2 separate regions of the Mus musculus genome follow, and region 1 is linked to region 2. The links are chromatin contacts, called in public promoter capture Hi-C maps. All regions are on one chromosome and are shown on one strand. The core of a region is the stretch at or near the end of the contact, and the rest is flanking DNA. Distances in the headings are between cores, read along the strand shown. Region 1 overlaps Nde1 (nudE neurodevelopment protein 1). Region 2 overlaps Ntan1 (N-terminal Asn amidase).

Region 1 (6,347 bases), core at 144-2,643, 350 kb after region 2:
CATCTTCCTCTGTTGCTTTCATCGTAGTTTTTGAGGCAGGATTTTTTACTGAACCTGGAACTTGCCGTCCTGGCTAGACTGGCTGCCAGGCAGCTCCTAGTTTCTCTTTTCTCCAACTGCACACAGGGAGATTTCATACTTGCCACCATACCCAGCTTTTATGCAGGTGCTGGGGGATCCAAACCCAGGTTCTCCTGTTTGCACAGCAAGCACTTTACACACAGAGCCATCTCCCCAGCCCTTCATTTGTTTTTCCTTTAGTCTTGTCTATTTCTACTGTTTTAATTTAAAATTCTCTTTCCTCTAATCTGTGTTAAGCTGGTTATTGCAAAAATTCCTTCACAGGAGGAAGACTTAAACAACTGCTACCTCTCCTAAGGTCCAAACAAAAGCCAAGGCGTGATTCTTCTAAGTTCACTCTGGGGAAACAGAGTTCACTGGGCTTCCTTACGGAGCATAGGTGAGGGGTCACTTACAGGGTATTGGTGCTTCTTCCCCAAAAGACCACACCTGGAAAGCAGGGTGAGGGCTTCCCAGGGGCAGCATAAATGGAGCCTTCCTCCCCTAGACTTCTGACTGTTCTCTAGCTCTTCTTTGAGGCCACATGCAATTAAGGCAGAGTTTTGTATTTGCATGCTTTAGGTAGTAGGGAGTCTGATAGTCAGGTGACAGTCTTGTGACAACCCTCCCTGTTGGGCTGTAAACACTCAATAAGCACAGCTGGGATGAAGCCTTTGCAAGGGGATGCAGCCAGATGCGTCTGAACTCTCCAAGATGACGACAGTTGCTCCAAGATCCACTCAGTCACTGGATTAAATGAGATTTGATTTTAAACATTGTTTTTTCAGAACTAGAATTTCCATTTTGTTGTGGTTGTTGTTGTCATCATCATCTCCTCCTCCTCTCCCTTCCCCTCCCACTTCCTCCTTTCCCCCTCCCTCTTCCTTCTTTCCCTCCCCCTCCTCCTCACCTTGCCCCTCCCCCTCTACCTCTTCCTCACCCTTCCCTTCCCCCCCTCCTTTCCCTCCCCCCTCCTCCCCCTCCCTTCCTTCTTCTTTATCTCTATTCCTTCCTGCACTGAGCTTTTTCCTGTCTCAGATCCTAAGCATAGTCACAACGGCTGTTTTTAACCTTTGACCTATTTCCAGCAAGGTCATCTCAGTGTTGATCCAGTGATTGTTTTTTTTCTTGAATTCTGTCAGGTTTTATTGTCTCATAAGTCTAGTCAGTTTGGGTTGGGTGGTGAACACTGTAGTCTGTCTGAGCCTGGGGTCCCATTAGCTTTTTTTGCCTCTGTCTCCTTTCCCAGGCAGATCACATAGCTGAACTTGTACTCCACACAGCCTTCTGTTTGTGGCAGGCAGTAGCTGAAATGTCTTTGGTCACTTTTAGTCTTTCCCCGTGTACTCGGGTTCAGAGGTCACACAGAAATATGGGCAAGAGCTGTGGAGGTTTTGAGGCCCCTTGGTGGTGCTGGTTTTCTGTCACTACAGCTTTTTTAATACAATTCTCTGAAGATGTAGAATCAATAGCACTGCTTTCTGTTCCAGCATTTATTTCTGGATTTATATTTGGTCCAGTCTACAGCGGGTAGGATATGTCCTGGCTAGTTTTATGTCAACGTGACTCAAGCTAAAGTCATCTGAGAGGAGGGAAGCTTATCTGAGAAAACACTTCCTTAAGATCAGGCCTGTAGGGCAGTTTTTAAATTAGTGATGATGGGGGAGGGCCCAGCCCTCTGTGGGTTGTACCATCCCTTAGCTGGTGGTCCTGGGTTCTTAAGAAAAACAGGCTGAGCAAGCCAGTGAGCAGTACTCCTTCCTGGCCTCTGCGTCACGCCCTACCTCCAGGTTTCTGCCCTGCTTGAGTTCTTGGCCCAGCTTCCTTCAGTGATGACTCCTGATGATGTGAGAATGTAAGCCAAGTCACATTCTGAAGTGGCCAGTGTCATTTTCACATACACACCTTTTATAAAAAGCCGGTCACACGGTCAGAGGCTGAGAGTGTATTCTAGCCACAGTGAGGCTCCAGCAAGAATGTAGGTACAGGAACAGGTGAAGAGTTACGATCAATAATGCCATGCTCCGCAAGAATTTAGTACATTCACATAATTCAATGTCAGGCCCCCTCCTCCCAGTCTCCCCTCACACAGTTCCGCCTCCTCTGAGAAGTCTGAGGCCACCATGGGTATCACCCACTCTGGTAGACCAAGTCACTGCAGGACTAGGCACATCCTCTCCCATGCAGTAAGCACACTTAACCACCGAATTATTCTCACCAGCTCAAGGGATGTTTGTTTGTTTGAATTTTTTAAAGGTTTTAAATTTTTATGTGCATGGTATTACAGTGCCTACAGAGGACAGAGAGGCCATTGATCCAAAACTGGAGTTAGAGACAATTGGAAATTGCCATATGGGTGCTGGGAATTGAACCTGTAGAATAGCAGTCAGTGCTTTTAAACACTGAGTTATCTCTCCAGGCTCTTTTTAAAAGATTTTAATTGTGTGTTTAGATATTTATATGTGAGTATAGGTGCCAGTGGATGCCAGAGGTGTGGATCCCCTGGAGCAAGAGCCTGATGGGGTGCTGGGAACTGAAAGTGGGTCTTCTGAAAGAGCAGTGCAGCTTGTACTCCTAACTGCTGAGGTATCTCTAGCCCCAGGGGAGTTTGGGGTTTTTTGGTTTGGTTTTACGGTTTATTTATTTACTTACTTAATTAATTATTTATTGTATGTGAATGTTCTCGCTATATGAACACCTGATGCCAGAAGAGGGCATCAGATCCCAGGATAGATGCCTGTGAGCTACCATGTGGCTGCTGGGAATTGAACTCAAAACCTCTGGAGGAACAGACAGTGCTCTTAACCACTGAGCTCTCTCTCCAGCCCTGTTTGTTTGTTTTTAATGGAAATTCAAACACATAGAAAAGAGATACTGTTTATAGCACTCTGTCATGAAAGTGGGAGGGTCTCATGAGACCCCTATTTCCCCTCAAGGATTTTTGAGTAGTTGCTAATGGTTGCAGCTAGTAGCAGAGATTTTCCTTTAATGGTGCAGCACTCTAAGATGGCCATACCCCTGGGAGCCACCCTCACTAGCTCGTTGGGTCATATAAACACATACACACACACTAAAGACATGAAAACAAAAGAGGATAGTGGAAGAGTGTAGGGGACAGAAAAGGGTAATGAGTGGTTATGGTAAACATGATCAAAATGATGTTCTTGTATGAAAATGCCATAAAGAAACCTTTATGTATAATTAATATATGCTGATAGAATAAAATAAAAGGCATTGTTATTCCTCCACCTCCGGTCCCCCATAATGGAACACTTTGTACTCTGAGTTGTACATCTTGCTTTTCCACTTAACAATGAATGCTGGAGATACTATCTGTTGAAGGATACAGAACACCCTTGATCTTTTTTCCCACACACATATGTAATTGTCTACTGAATGACTCATTGGCTGATACCATGATGCCTTACTTATCCAGGGTCCTGGGGGCGTGTCTGGCTAGTCTTAGTTCCTTTACTGATCAGAGTCTCGGTAATGAGCAACCTCCCACGATGTGTGCCTGTGCCGTGGGGTTCCATAAGTGGAGTGGCTTATCTGAGGACACAGGCCTGTGTGACACGGATAAGTATTGTCCATCTATTTATATTTTACTAATTTATATTCCCAGTGGCCAATTCCCAGAGTACCAATTCCTCATTTTCCAAGTAGCTTCCTTAACACAGTGGACTTACATAGTGGACACTTAGGATTTCTGCCAATCAAATAGAAGAGAAATGGGTTAACCTCGGTTTTGAATTCTAAATGACTTGGAGCTATGGTAATCCATTTTCTCTGAGCTACATTCTCTCCCTCTCCCTCTCCCACATACTCCTCCCTCCCTCCCTCCCTCCCTCCCTCCCTTCCTGCCAATTCAGTCTTTGATATCAAGTCCAGAGCTTTCACATACTGGACAAGCTTTCTACCACTGGCCTGCGTCTCTCATACTGTTTTGTCCTTTTTGAAGGTGAAGCTTTAGGGAGAGTGAAGGGAGCCTTGTAAACATTTAGGCAGGGTTTCACATAGCTGAGGTTGGCCTTGGGCTCACCCTGTAGTCTCCCACGTCCACCTTCTAAGTATTGGAAATAAAGATGTGTCTCCTACCATATTTTGACATGGATTTATGTGGGTTTTCATTGTTTCTAAGGGACTTTCCTGTTTGTCTGTGACATGAGCAGAAAGTGTCTGGAAGGTCTTCTGGCTTTGTTTAGTAGATGCTTTGCTAGGCATGGGTTATTTGACGTTTATGTATTCAAGACAGTCACAGTTAGAGCTCTCTGTTGTCCAGTTGTCTAAAAAACCTTCCTTGTGTTTTGTTTGTTTGTTTGTTTGTTTTAGTTTTTTTAGTTCAAGAGAGGGCAGGGGGTTGAGATAGGGTTCTATATGTAGTTCAGGCTAGCCTTGAACTTGCAATCCTCATGTATTCGTCTCCCAAGTGCTAGGATTGCAAGGATATATCATCACACCTGACCTGTTATTTATTTTTGGGACCCTGGAGTCGTGTGACTGTCATACCTGTAGTGATTCTTTACAACTGGTCTTTCCAATCTGCCTCCTCTTGTGTCTGATGTGCCCCCCACCCCGACCTCCCTACCCCTGCCACTAACACCAATTGGTATTTTCTTATAAGATGACAAAAGAATTTTTTCTTTTCCATTTTCATATATGTGCAGTGTGCATATATGTATTTTTACTCGTGTTCACGTGCATGTGAGGCCTGAGAAGGTTAATGTTGAGAATCCTCATTGCTCTTATGCCTTAGTCATTGAAGCAGGATCTCTCAGTCAAACCCTGCGCTCACTCAAGTGGCTGGTTGGTTGGTCTGGCTAGTCCGCTTGCTCAGAGATCCTTTGTCTCCACCTTCCCTGACAGAATGTACAAGCAGGCTACCATGTCCACCTGGCATTCCATGGGCTCTCAGGATCTGAACTCTGGTCTTTGTTCCTGTAGCAATTGCTTTAACCATTGAACCATTGAACCATCCCAGTTTTTCTCCCTCATGAGCCTCCTAAGTACAGAGCATTCATCTGTTTTTTCAGAAATATCCACGTCCCTTCATCTAGAAATACCTAGATGTTTGATCTTTCTCATTGTTGTGACAGACAACAATGAAATATGTTGGAGACCTTGGGTCCCGAATGTCAGACTCCTGAATGTTTTCTGTTGTTGTCACTAGGTAGGCACCTTAGGTAGCTATCCCATTCACTTTCTCTGCAGACCCCTTGAGAGCAGGAACTAGCATGGCGTTAAGAGGCAGTGTTGAGTGAGTGAGCAAATTCAGCCTTCCCCTGCAACTGAAGGAGCAGGAACCCCGGTGAGTCTCACAGGGAAGAGCAGAGTGTTAGCTCTGGACCCCACTCCAAGCCTGCTTCCTTCTGCTTTAGAAAATGCAGTTGCACTGCCAGATGCCTTCTGGGGGCAGACGCAGGGAGGGCCATTAATTAAAAGTGCCAGCGCTGACTGAGCATATATCCATATAAAGTATGTGTCAGCTGTTTAGTCTACTTTATTCCCTGTCTCATTTCACAGAGGTGGCCTCCCTGTCCCTGCTTTATTATGAGAAACATCCAGGGAGAGTAGCTGGGCTAGAGTTAGCCACTTAACAGATTATTTATTACCGATTCTAAGTTACAGCCCGTCTCTGCCTTTATCACCATTGACCACTGTGCTCTAGTGAAATGCCTGCTCAAAATATGGCTGTTGGAGGACAGCGGCTCGGGGTCGAGTGCCAGAGCTTTTGAAACTTTAGTTTTTATCGTCGTGTGTGCATGTGGAAGAGAGGGTGGCAGAGGTCAGCATCGGGAGTCTTCCTCAATCACCCCCACAATATTTTGTTCCAGATAGACTGGCTGGGTGACTAGAAAGCCACCTAATGCTGGGATAAAAGGCTTACTCTGTACCCAGCTTTTTATGTGGGTGTTGGGGATCTCAAGTCGTGCTCAAGCACTTTAGTGACTGCAATATCACTTTAAAGTCACTAAGATTAATGCTGGTCTCTTTTCTGTCTCTTTCTCTGTCTCTCCCTCTGTGTGTGTGTGTGTGTGTGTGTGTGTGTGTGTGTATGTGTGTGTGTCCTTGTCCGTGTCCATGTCTGTGCTGGACTGTTCTGAATGTTAATTAGCATTCCTAGCCAAGCTGGGGCTGGTTGCTGTCAATGACTGGGCAGAGCATGTGGCCCTAATGCACAAGGCTTTAGGTCATCTTAGGCTTTACTGCTGCGTGGAAATTACCAGACTTGACCCTCAAGACAACCTGGTGTATCTTCTTAGCCCTGATGACTCTATTTTATAGGT
Region 2 (6,832 bases), core at 2,856-5,355:
TAGATAGATGAATGGATGGATGGTTAGACAGGAGGAACAAGCCAGCACTGGACTTTTTGTTGGACAGGGCTTACTATGTAGTCTGGCCTTGAACTCATGATCCTCTCGCCCTGGCCTCCATAGTGACAGGATTATATGTTGGGCTTCTGTGCTCAATTTTAAACTGAGTTTGGCTTTGAACTTGTGTTATGTTGGGATCTTTGCATCTCAAGTATTAATGTGTTGTGGCCTATTCAAGGGGTATTTCTGTGGGAGCCACTTGTCCTTGGGGCCAAGAACTTCCTGTTCAGTGTAGGCTCAGTGTTCATACTCTACATAAAGCAGGCAGGTGAGTAAATGTGTAGGAAGGACTAAAGAGGCAGCAGGGTCAGCTGAGCATGACAGTGCTACACACCTCAGCAGGCCAACAATTTGAGCAAGGGTGTAGGGTAAGAACCAGCCCGGACTAACTGTCCCTCAGCATTTCATCCTTACCCTGTGACACATGGCCATTTACCAAAGCCACACAGCTAGTTAAGTTCTGGCCTGTGACCCACTTGCTCACATAACTGGTCCACTTGCTCTGTTATTACGCTTGGCTCTTATTTTCTTGGTAGCTTTGAAGGAACTAGTACAGTCATACACAGGTACTTAGGGTCTTGAGGGCACTATTGGTCAGCTTTATAGTGCAATAAGTAAATTAAAAAATGGGGAGAGGTATGATAGCACACCTTTAATTTCAGTATTGGGAGACAGAGGCAGGAGGATGTCTTAGTTTGAGGCTAGCCTTAAAATATAAACCAAGTTTAAACTTTGTATATGTATATATATGCTAGAAATTGAATTCTGGGCCTTGCATATGCTAACTGTGTTGGCGCTGAGCCCTTTTTAAAACTCAAACCTTGTGGCTGGGTCTGTGCCATAGGCTGGCAAGCTTCACGGGCTTTTTGACTTGTGTGGTTCTAAAATTGCCTTTTCCTTTTGCTTTGGCCCAGGCTAGCCACAAGGGTTCTCAGAACATAACTGTCTGGTCTGTTTGCAGACAATGTCTAGTTATTGTGGATATCGAGGCTAGCCTGGTAGGAGCCGTGGCAAAGCCATGGTAGCCACAGCCCAGATGCTCTTTGGTAGAGGTACTGAGAAATTCTAGCGTATTCCATGTGGGAGGCCAGGTGACACTGCACTGAGGACCCTGGGTGACAGATTTGTTACTAGCCTTGGCAACATCCCATGGCGCCCTATCATGCCCACAAGTAGTTTCATCATGTGTTGTGAGAAGCCTGTTGTATCTGTTCATGGGAGCCACTAACTATCACCTTCAAACCAGCACAGTCAAGTCTTGTCCTAACTCTGACCACTGTACCTCTCTTGGCAGGCTGGAAGTACATCTTGTGGGAGGCTTCAGTGATGACAGGCAGCTGTCACAGAAACTTACTCATCAGCTTCTCAGTAAGTTCACCCCCACTACAGTTACAAACTGTCAAGATGCTCTTTTAAAACAGGAGTTAATGAATTCTTAGGGAGCACATACTCTGAGCTGTATAGAAACAATTACTCTTCTGGCAGGAGCGGTCTTTGTAATCTTGAGAAAATGAAAACAGCCGGGCGTGGTGGCACACGCCTTTAATCCCAGCACTCGGGAGGCAGAGGCAGGCGGATTTCTGAGTTCGAGGCCAGCCTGGTCTACAAGTGAGTTCCAGGACAGCCAGGGCTACACAGAGAAACCCTGTCTCGAAAAACCAAAAAAAAAAAAAAAAAAAAAAAAGAGAGAGAGAGAGAGAATGAAAACAGCAATGATAGCCTTTTTTGTTAGATCAGTACAAGAGAAGACACGGTTATGTTTCGGTTGTGTAATAGATATTCACTAGTGCTACACACATACCTTGGAGCAGCCTGCCATCGAGGAACCTGGCATTGTGGCTCAAGCCTTTGAAAGGTTCACTCCCCTTCTTAGAATCCATTCTAAGAAAATCATCTAAAGTGTGCACAGAGAGAGGCTGGCAGGATGGCTCAGTGGGTAAGGTACTTCCCACCAAGCCTGACAGTTGATCTTTGGAAGAAACTTGACTCCTGTAAATTGACCTCTGACCTTCTTACATGCTTCACAGCGAGTACACACAAGTAAGAAAATGTAAAAAACCAAACATTTGCTCAGAGATTCTGACGCACAGATGAACAATATGATCGTTCTGACAACAGGGAACACCCAGTGTCCTGAGAAGGGTCACAAATCTCCTAGGAGCTGTGACCTACTGTGCCAGGCGTGGAGTCCATGCTTGCAGCCCAATGCTTGGGAGGGAAGTGAGTGAGGCAGAGGGTTGTTTATTCCTGAACAGCCTGAGCTACACAGTGAGACCAACAAAAAACAGTTGAAAGCTTGCTATGGTAGAACACCTCTTTAACCTTAGCGCTCGGGGAGGCTGAGGCAGGTGGATCTGAGTTTCAGGTTGGCCTGGTTGATGTATTTACTAAGTTCAGGGCAGCCAGGGATATGTAGTGAGACCCTGTGTCAAATATACCTTATTAAGAAGTTTTAATTGCATGGGTGGGGGTTGGAGTGGGGTGGGCTGGGGTGGGAAGGGAACCTGTGTCTAACAAAAGCAACTAGAATATAAAACTATATGATGTGTCTGGTGTATTGTTGTCTCTGTTATGAGCTTAGCTGAGCACAGAAATTGAAGGGTAACCTACAGTGGGGTGATGGGCACTCAGAACCTACTCACTTTTGTTCTCTTGTCCAAAAACATTCACAAAATTTTTGCTCTGGGGACTGGAATGATGGCTCAGTGGTTAAGAGCACTGGTTGTTCTTCCAGAGGACCCAGGTTCAATTCCCAATACCAACACGGCAGCTCACAGCTGTCTATAACTCCAGTTCCAATACCGGTGGTTCCGGAACCACTACGCACATGGAACACATACATCACAGGCAAACTCTTATACACATAAAGACAATTCTTTTGCTCTAACAGACTCAAAAAAGTCAGTCTCCCCGTAGAACGCCCCCTTGTGGGCACTGGTACCTGAGCCCAGGCCTTCTGTCAGAGTAGAGTAAGTGCTTTAACCCCTGAGCCACGTCTCCAGCCCCGTTAGTTAGACGGAACAGACTCCACTTTCTTTTCTTTTTCATTTAAGTGCATGTGAGCATTAGGTCACATGTGTACCGTATAGCTTGAGCATGGAGGTGAGGTCAACTTGGGGGAGTGGGTCCATATACGGAACAGAGATTGCAAGAGCCTTTACATATTTCGCCTTCTTGCTGGCCTAACCTCTACTCTCACCTAGCCCCTTTTGAGACAGGATTTTATGCAGCACAGACTGGACTTGAAATTGAATTGTGGCACCATGCCTTGAGCATGCTAGGAATTACTGTGTCAGTTGAGGACCCTGCCCAGGACCCTACTAGAACGTTTTCATGATATATATATATATATTAACCACACTCACATATCCCTGTTAACTTGAGCACTTTTTTGACATCAATTGTAGGTGAATTTGACAAACAGGATGATGACATTCACTTAGTGACATTATGTGTAACAGGTAAGTTCTGCTACATTTCCCAAAGGGGTATAAGGGCTCAGGAAGTTTTTGTCTGTAATTTTTTTACTTTAATATTTATTTTTTTATGTGAGTACACTGTTGATGGATTCAGATCCCATTACAGATGGTTTCAAGCCACCGTGTGGTTGCTGGGAATTGAACTCAGGACCTTTGGAAGAGCAGTCAGTGCTCTTAACCGCCATCACCTATTGGATGCCTTGTGCCCACTACTCCTTATCACTAGGCAGACGTCTTGCCACCGGGTCCTACCCAACTGACCTGGATGTTCATGCTGCTTCTGCAGAGGCACGCTGTCTGGTTTCTCTGTTCCTGGGCGGGCTGGGCTGGCCAGTGCCCCCTGGGGCTCTGCACTGACTGAGCTTCTCCTCTATGAGGAACAACTGCTTAGTGCTTCTACTTCCCTTTGTTTCTTAGAGTTAAATGACCGTGAAGAAAATGAAAATCACTTTCCAATCATTTATGGCATCGGTAAGTAGCGTTTGTATCCGAGGGTTATATGGTGTGCATGTGGGCATAGCAGACTGTGTTAGGTTAAAGGTCTGTTGGTGAGTTTGGAAACCCTGGGCAAGAGGCCAACCTTGACTAACCTTTTAGCTGTGAGGTTGTTAATGCCAGTGTACAGCACAGGCTATGCACCCCACACTCATTCCTGTAGCACAGTGTCACATGTCACAGTGTCACACTGCCTCACTGGAGGGGAGGGGTCTGGCGTTTTTCCCCCCTAGCCAGTGCTCATGGGGAAGGTGTGAGGTATTTGGATCTCTATATATTCTGGGAATGAAGTAAGGAAGCCCAGGGTCCTCCTCTCTTCAGTTCTGAGGCTAGCAAATTGCAAAGGGCTTCTGGTGTATCCTTGTTTAGCTAGCTGGGTGGTGAGCACACAGGCACTTCTTATTTTATTCTCTGTCACTTTGCAGCCTCACAAGTGTCTGTGGTCGCAGCAGAGTTCTGAAACCACATGCCGCAAGGGTCCAGAGCAGGTCTGGGGCTGTTCTTCTCTCTGTGCTGGTTCAGAGGTTGTCAGCACCTCAGACTTCCTTCAGCTCCCGTTCCTTTCTGTTTCTGCTTCTTATGTGGAGTGCTAGAAATGTGAAGTCTGATTTGGATCTTTGTCGATTTAAAGTCACTCCCTTGTCCCTTGCAGCTGTCAACATTAAAACTGCAGAGATTTACAGAGCTTCCTTTCAAGATCGTGGTCCAGAGGAGCAACTGCGTGCTGCAAGAGCTTTAGCAGGAGGCCCAGTGAGTGGGAGCCTATTTTTGTGGGATAAAGAGGGAACCCCAAGAGCCTCAAGTTTTTAGACCCGAGAAAAGCTATGGCCACCTCCTTACCCAGCCCACTTCCTCAAGAGTTAAGAGGTTCGCCCTGCAGTGGCGGCACACGCCTTTAATCCAAGCACTTGGGAGGCAGAGGTAGGCGGATTTCTGAGTAGAGGCCAGCCTGGTCTACAGAGTGAGTTCCAGGACAGCCATGGCTACACAGAGAAACCCTGTCTCGAAAAACCAAAAAAAAAAAAAAAAAAAAAAAAGGTTCTAAGTGAGTTTAGGTTCTAAGTGCCAGACACTAGTTCTCTCCTTGGAAGATAGAAGAGACAGTAACAGCCTGCCTGGGACGTCTTCCCATAGAGAGGATGGCAGGGACGGAAGTGACCAAGGAGTAGTAGTTTAGTGAGTCACTTAGTCAGTTTTAAAGTCTAACTTCCTTAGGGCACTATATTTTTCCTTGTTTTTAGTAGTGCTAAGGATGGATTCAAGATGCTCCTCACATATGCTGGGTAAGTGCTCTGTCACCGAGCACTTTTAGCCTAGGCCCTTTTATCTTTAGATAAGAGCTTGTTATGTAAGAGCTTCAACATTTCCCAGGCTGGGATTACACAAGTGTACAACTGTGTCTTGGTCTCTAGGATGCTTAATATTCATCCCATCGGAAGAATTGGTAGAAGCTAGAAGAATTTACAATGTACAGAATGAGCCTGGCACACAGTTTTAATCTAAACACTCAGGAGATATACAGGTGGATTGCTGTGAGGTAGAGGCCAGCCTGGGATGTCAAGGCAAACACGATCCTATGTAACATGTAAACATGTTATGCTATGTAGGCATGATCTGTAGCACTGACATGAGAAGCTGGGTGTGCTGTGCATGCTTCCAGTCCTCGTACTGGGGAAGAGACAGGCTGACGATTGAGGTTTCTAGTCTTGCTGAATATGTAGTTTCCGCTTCAGTGGGAGGTCCTGTCTTGTCTTAAACAACTGAAGACACAGGGCACAGGTGCCTGGTCTCAAGTATGTGCCAGCAACGCAGGCCCCAGCAAGCTCCAAGTCTGCTTGTTTGTGTAGTGCTAACAACATCTCAGGAAAATGTTCAGAGACAGACATTTGTTTTGCCAGTCTTTTAATAATTTTCAGGAGTCCTAATCTTGTCTTTAAAAACTTTGCATTTGACTTGGTTTTGCTATGTAGCCTAGGGTGTCTTGGAACTGTGGCAAAGGATTCTTTTTGTTATTTAGTTAATAATTAGAATATTGAGTACTCTTTTCAAAACTGAAAATTCCCACTGGCATGATTTGGGAATTCAAGGAATGGCCAATCAGCTTCCACAGAGCTGGTAGTGATGGTATGCACACCTGTGATCCCACATTCGGGAGTTGAGACCAGCCCCAAGGTATGTGAGACCTACTGCAGCACAGAAAACCAGGGGAGGTATGGTGGTGCACACTTTTTTTTTTTTTTTTTTTGGTTTTTCCGAGATAGGGTTTCTCTGTGTAGCCCTGGCTGTCCTCGAACTCAGAAATCCGCCTGCCTCTGCCTCCCAAGTGCTGGGATTAAAGGTGTGTGCCACCACGCCCGGCTTGGCGGTGCACACTTTTAAAGCAGGAAGATCCCAAAGTTTAAAGGCCAGCCTGGTCTACCACAGTCAGTCCCTGTCTCAAAAACAAGACAGACAAACAGCAACAAAAGCAAAAGACCCAGACCTTTCTTTTATTCCTTTTGTGAGACAAGGCCTCACTGTCATCCAGGCTGTCCTGGAACCCACAGTGCTCTTCTCTGGGTCAGCCTCAGCCTCCTGAGTGTTTGATGGCAGGTATGAGCTGTCTGTCTTGGGCACTGTGAACTCTTTTATGTGACATGATGACTACTTGCTTGGGGTGGTAATAAGGAGCTGTGGTATTCTGTGTAACCATGAGGAATTCAGGCTTTAGTCAGACCTACCTGGCTCTGAGGCCCTGCTGCTGCTCACTGGACATGTGACCTGAGACCTCTCACCATCAGCTTCCCCTTGAGAGGACA

The links. Capture Hi-C pulls out chosen DNA fragments and counts their contacts.
Region 1: a promoter capture Hi-C map of liver shows a contact between it and region 2. The contact joins two enhancer-like sites. A contact is called at or near these places in 1 of 39 promoter capture datasets (neural stem cells), 1 of 15 datasets of contacts at CTCF or cohesin (the NIH/3T3 cell line), 5 of 484 Hi-C or Micro-C datasets (CD8 T cells, the G1E-ER4 cell line, bone marrow-derived macrophages and 2 more), 19 of 115 datasets of contacts at active chromatin or transcription factors (the 230-238 cell line, bone marrow-derived macrophages, craniofacial prominence and 10 more) and 4 of 9 other capture datasets (adipose tissue, embryonic stem cells, liver and 1 more).

The regions. Positions count from the first base shown.
Region 1 is chr16:14,176,993-14,183,339 of GRCm38.p6, forward strand. The region is part of intron 4 of Nde1 (nudE neurodevelopment protein 1); the gene reads left to right. Among named protein-coding and RNA genes, the nearest start is that of Nde1, 17 kb to the left of the region's middle. Within about 2 kb of position 1,394, at least 42 of the 459 cell types and tissues checked have an H3K27ac peak or open chromatin away from gene starts, as enhancers often do. A contact at or near this core is called in liver, where this site is marked.
Region 2 is chr16:13,827,651-13,834,482 of GRCm38.p6, forward strand. It overlaps Ntan1 (N-terminal Asn amidase), which reads left to right. Exons shown (of 10, transcript NM_010946.4): 5 at 1,355-1,428; 6 at 3,468-3,521; 7 at 3,957-4,010; 8 at 4,687-4,784. It also overlaps a transcript of Pdxdc1 not described here. Among named protein-coding and RNA genes, the nearest start is that of Ntan1, 12 kb to the left of the region's middle. Within about 2 kb of position 4,106, at least 17 of the 459 cell types and tissues checked have an H3K27ac peak or open chromatin away from gene starts, as enhancers often do. A contact at or near this core is called in liver, where this site is marked.